Regions from separate parts of the Mus musculus genome. Here region 2 is linked to region 1. A link is a contact called in public Hi-C data. All regions are on one chromosome and are shown on one strand. The core of a region is the stretch at or near the end of the contact, and the rest is flanking DNA. Distances in the headings are between cores, read along the strand shown. Region 1 overlaps Anks1b (ankyrin repeat and sterile alpha motif domain containing 1B). Region 2 overlaps Anks1b (ankyrin repeat and sterile alpha motif domain containing 1B).

What was found. Hi-C and Micro-C count contacts between places; a contact is called where the count stands out from the background.
Region 2: a Hi-C map of cortical neurons shows a contact between it and region 1, with 3 times the contacts expected there. The contact joins two enhancer-like sites. A contact is called at or near these places in 3 of 484 Hi-C or Micro-C datasets (cerebral cortex, cortical neurons and embryonic stem cells), 4 of 115 datasets of contacts at active chromatin or transcription factors (bone marrow-derived macrophages, embryonic basal ganglia, forebrain and 1 more) and 1 of 9 other capture datasets (embryonic stem cells).

The regions. Positions count from the first base shown.
Region 1 is chr10:90,080,075-90,082,726 of GRCm38.p6, forward strand. The region is part of intron 8 of Anks1b (ankyrin repeat and sterile alpha motif domain containing 1B); the gene reads left to right. Among named protein-coding and RNA genes, the nearest start is that of Anks1b, 210 kb to the left of the region's middle. Within about 2 kb of position 1,292, at least 11 of the 459 cell types and tissues checked have an H3K27ac peak or open chromatin away from gene starts, as enhancers often do. A contact at or near this core is called in cortical neurons and forebrain, where this site is marked.
Region 2 is chr10:90,722,926-90,725,577 of GRCm38.p6, forward strand. The region is part of intron 17 of Anks1b (ankyrin repeat and sterile alpha motif domain containing 1B); the gene reads left to right. Among named protein-coding and RNA genes, the nearest start is that of Apaf1, 360 kb to the right of the region's middle. Within about 2 kb of position 1,351, at least 29 of the 459 cell types and tissues checked have an H3K27ac peak or open chromatin away from gene starts, as enhancers often do. A contact at or near this core is called in cortical neurons and forebrain, where this site is marked.

The DNA.
Region 1 (2,652 bases), core at 42-2,541:
ACTGTGGGTGTAGGTTAAGACTAAAGTGGGTCCTGGAAAAGGGGAAGGTGTGCTTTGCACATATGGATAAGGCCCAGAGCCTGAAGAAATGGTGTGTGCAGAAGCAGAAGTGACAATCCATGTATATCTTGCAAAGAATGCTTACCACAGTGGACATAAAAGTTACATGGATAATGATAAAACCTAACACACAATTATCCTCCAAGGTGGACCTTACAGATGAGAGAGGGAAGCCTCAGAGAGGTTTGATCATTTTTTTTTCCCACAAGTGCACAACCAGAATGCCTTGGTTCAGATCCTGGCTCTGAAACCAGAGTCATTTCGTGTATCATTCCCCGTATCACCAGAGAACAAAGGCAGGTCAGGAGAATAAGCTTCCAGGGAGTTCCTTGAAGGTGATGTTTTGGAAGGTAAAGGTGGTGGGTTGTTTCATATCCTCAGAATAGACAGTGGTTCTCATCAATGGCTTTGTCTTAGAGTAACCAGGAAAGGCTTTACAAACTAAGCACTGAGATGTCATACCATACCCCCTTGGCCAACAGCCATTGAGGGAGCTGGATATGATGGTGTGCATCTGTTAGTACCAGGATTTAGGATGGTGAAGCAGGAGGATCGTACATTCAAGCCATCTTGGGATGTACAACAAACTTGAGGCCAGCCATGGCTAGATATCCAGACCCCGTTTGGAAAAAAAAATTGTTCTAAGCACTGTTTTATTTATTTATTTATTTATTTATTTATTTATTTATTTATATCTTTAAAGAACCCCCATACAGTATTCTAACCAGGCACACAGTTGATCTAGTGACAGAAATCCTGCCAGGACCTTTACAAGCTAATTTAGGTCTAAAATGAGAGTAGAACTTTAGGTCCTAGTAACGTCATACAATTTTAAGTTTTCTTTCTTTCTTTCTTTCTCTCTCTCTCTCTCTCTCTCTCTCTCTCTCTCCCTCTCTCTCTCTCTCTGAACAAATCTCATACATCTCATACATCTTGTAGCTTACTTCTTCAGTTATCTAGCATAATCATTTGTGTTTAAGTTCTAGAACTAGGGAATAGACTAGTTTTGACTCTTAAACAATTTACTGTACCTTGTGTAGCTTGAAGGCAAACATTTCTCATATTCCTGGAGGCTGCAGGCAAAGCAGGCATCTGCTAAGAGACCACCTCCTGGTTTGGGAGTGACCGTCTTTAGAGTCACATTGTTTCCCCACATGACTGGGGACAGAGGGAAAAAGCCAGCTGTCAGCTGGCTTTGCTTGTGGGCATTAACCCACCCCTGACAGCTATGCGCTCATCACCTGGACACCTCCCAGAGTCCTGTGCTCTACTGTCTCTGGGGGTTGGTACATCAGTATGTGTATCAGGAAGGGGTAGAAACTTTCTTCTTACCAGGAAGGTTTTGCTTGACAATGAAAGAGAATTCAAATTATGTTCTGACACCAGTTTGGACTTGCAAAGTTATTTTCGTACTGTATCAAAGCTTTAAATGTAGAAAAACATTCTTGTTTGTTGTTTATATTTCTAGCAATGTGATGAGCCACCAGTCTGAATGTGATTTAGTTTTAGACGCTCCAAAATGTTGGGCTTGTTCATTTTGGTGCTATGCGTCATTGCACAAGTAATTAGGGAATTATGAAATAAAAGGAAAACATGTTCTGAGTTTCCTATCATTCATGAGTGTATTTTACACATTAGCGATGGAGCTGGAACGCAGAGTATTTTTAGCTGTTACCCTTCTGAGTTCGATGCAAGTTTCCTTTCCTCTTTTATTCCAGTAGAGGGCACTCTTGTGCAGGATTTTAAGCCAAAAATCAGCTCTCTTATGTAAGAACGTTCAGTTTTTTGAATCAGAGATGTTTAATTTTATACGAATAATTTTACTATTATAAATGAATTAAAAAGTCTTTCCCTATTATTATTAATATTGTGGGATTTATATTTAATTTGAAGACCAGCTCAAGTTAGAATTTTATTTTACCTTGCTTGCATTTTAATTCAAAAGTTAATCTGTTCTGAATGCTCTTATACTATGCCTATGAGACCATTTTCCAAGTTGAATCAGAACATTATATAATCTCGGATATGAATTTTAAAGAAATATCATCATATTTGTTACCAGCCTATGAAGTTTATGTCTTTGACAGAATATAAAATGATCTAAATTTTTTCCTATTGTTTTCATTTATTTTCCTAAGCCCCACTTTCATTTATATTCTTCATTTATATAAACAATATACACAATTCTTAAAGGTGAATATGACAGGCTGTAGAAACTCTGATATGATATAATATAAAGATTATGACAGATTGGATCGGGAAGATATTTCTCTTAGATTTAAATAGAAAAAGCATTATTGTCTTATTAGCCTTTAAAGAAATGGGTAAGACTGTTGCCTGAAGAAACGTTTTCTTTTCTTTCTTTTTCCTGAAGGAAACTCCAGATACAGACGCATCCAGCGCTCTCTGTTTGTCCAGGGATGTGCTAGCATGGTCAATGTTGTGTTACTCAGCCAGTGTGTAGCACTTCTCTTATTTCACTTACGCTTCTACTGCGGACTCTTCAATTGCATGCCAGATTCTGAAGTGTGAGCTATTTTATTAGATTGTCCAGAAGTCAGATGCTGGTCCTGCGGGTAGAGCTCAGTTGGT
Region 2 (2,652 bases), core at 101-2,600, 640 kb after region 1:
ACCATGGGCCCATTGCTAGTACCAGACACTCAGTGTCACTGACGAGAATCAATGTGTTAAGTTCTCAGAGTGCCGGTTCTACGCCGTACATTCTAGCCACGTTGTTAATCTCCAGCTGGCATAGTCTTAAAGTGAGAAAGGCTTTGGCCCAAGCTCCGTGCTTTTGAATGTTTATCTATTCTACCTCCTCAGCCCCAAGGACTCTGCGTGAGAGTGTCACTAAGCTGGAGTCTGCCCTACAGAGCCACATGAAACTCTCACTGAGATGATCATAAGCCTCAACCAGCAGCTCTGTTGGGAGGCCGGGGGTGGGGGGAAGATACTAATTTCTCTCGGCTTCTCCAGTCACTGGAAGACTTTCAGCACTGTGTTTTATTCCAGCTCTTTGTTCCCATGAACAAGTACCATGCCAAACCCTTCAGCTGTGCGGAGTGGGCTCACTACTCAAAATGTCATCAGCAGATTCAGTTATCAGCATATGCTTTTAACTCCTCTCTGGTGTGTGTGTGTGTGTGTGTGTGTGTGTGTGTGTGTGTGTGTAGTGTGTACACATGTGCATGTCACTCATGGAAGACTTTTATGGGCCTCATTTCTTAGAACAGGGGTGCAAATGTGTATGCCCAAATCACATCGGAATGCAGAACTGCTTGCGATTTATTACCACATTTAAAGTACACACAAGATAAAGCCAAAATAATCCAAAGAGATGAGATACTCGGGGAAGGGACAGCGGATAAAATAGGGAGCCTTCATGCTAAGTTCTGATATAAATAATGCTCAGCAACGTGGCTATCAGAGCTGGTCCCCTCGTGGAGGCATCTGCCTCTTCATCCCATGTGACTAAGCCTTTTTATAGGTCTCAGGTTCCCATGGCTGTCCAGACATGTTTTGTACAGTGAGGATTAGAAACATGCCAGGGTCATAGCAGGGTAAGGTGGGAACAGATGAAAAGGAGGGGATGGTTCAGTGCGATTCCGACGACCACCGCGCTGTCACCCATGGCCACAGCAATGAAAGCGAGCCACCTTTCTGTCCATGCTACAGTTCCAGCACCAGCCCACAGAACAGAGGAGAGGGCGGCCATGCTGGCTCCTGCGTTTGTTCCTCGTGTAATGAGCAGCCGGCTCCTGGTGGGCAACTCTGGCAATCTCTCTCTATTAGGAGGCATCTGCCGCTCTGCTGTAGGGTCTCCTCTTCTTGTCATAGCAAGGAACTTTTTTCCCCCCTCATGAAAAAGAACATTTTACTCTGTGGGAAATCTGTTCCTTCTGCCTCTGCTTCTGCCCCCACCGGATGTTCTTATCGGCTCCTCGCAAGGGCACAGGCAATTATAGAGCGCTGCATCTTCACCCACACGATTCCAGGCAAATATTATAAAAAGCGTACAGATGGCTCTGGAGAAAAGTCTTCCTGCCGCTTCCAGCTCTTCCGCCTTAAGGAAGAGATAGCAGTTTCTTTTCAGTTAATACCCTCACTGTTCATTCAGTTAATCAGGGAACCAACAAACGTCTATTCAGTGTCTTGATGCTGGCACACCTGGGACCACAGGTGCGGCCTCAGCACCCACACGCTGGTCCTTCACCAAGAGAGGTTTCTCGTGGGCCACTGTGCCCCGGCCCAGAGCCCACATGACCCCTCTATAGCCTTGTCGCTTGCCTCTGGCTACCTTATCTTTTCCCCCCCTTTTCTCATTTTTTTTTTCCAAAAACATCAGCATCGTTTTGCTGCCTTGGGTTGAGCCTGCATCTTTTAACTGTGACCTACTCATTCAACCATGATTTACTTACAAAGGCCCCCATCACCAAAAAATAGAAATAAACATGACAATTAACTCCTATTGGTTTTTTGTATATATTTTGTGTCCTGTACATGTATACGTACATATATGAAATCTCATTTAATCTTTGCAACAATCTCATGAGGAAGAGGTTGCTATGATCCCATTTTAAAACTAAGTAAAAGAACTAGGCTCAAAATCACTTTTACCTAAAAGTCACCCAGTTACTTATAGCTGAAACTGTCATTTAGCCCTTCTCCCATAGCACTCAGCTGAGCAGTTACTATCTCCTAGTATTTCTGTAGCTAGCACCTCTGAGAACCAGCTTCCCTTTGTCTCATGGGCAGTAATGGCTGCCCAGCATTGAGGAGTCATGTCCACATTTAGGTTAAGGAAAGAAGAGGGATGATGTCATCCTGCTTGTGTCCCTCTCAGTGGGAATTCAGAACATTCCCAGAATCCTCTGCCAGCTTTCCTGTTACCTTTTATTAGCCAAATCATATTGTGTGGCCTCCACCAGCAGCAAGAGAAACTGGAAGGGTAAAAAGGCAATTAAAAAAAAAAAAAAAAAAAAAAACCTCTATAATGAAGGCAACAAGCTCAACGGAATCCTAGAATGCTTGTCATGCCAGTCAGATGTCAGTGTGTGTGCCACAGGTCATAACTGTTTAGACAGGATGGGAAACCACGCAAGGGCTCTAACCATTACGCTTTCCTGTGCTGCAGTGATACTGGACATTCCTTGATGAGTAAGAGGGACATGGATCTGTATCCGTAGACAGACACACACAAACCATCCACAAAACACAGGATTTCAAAATCCCCTAAATGCTAAAAGATAGAATAACAGATCTTCAAAATGTTTAAAATGGTTA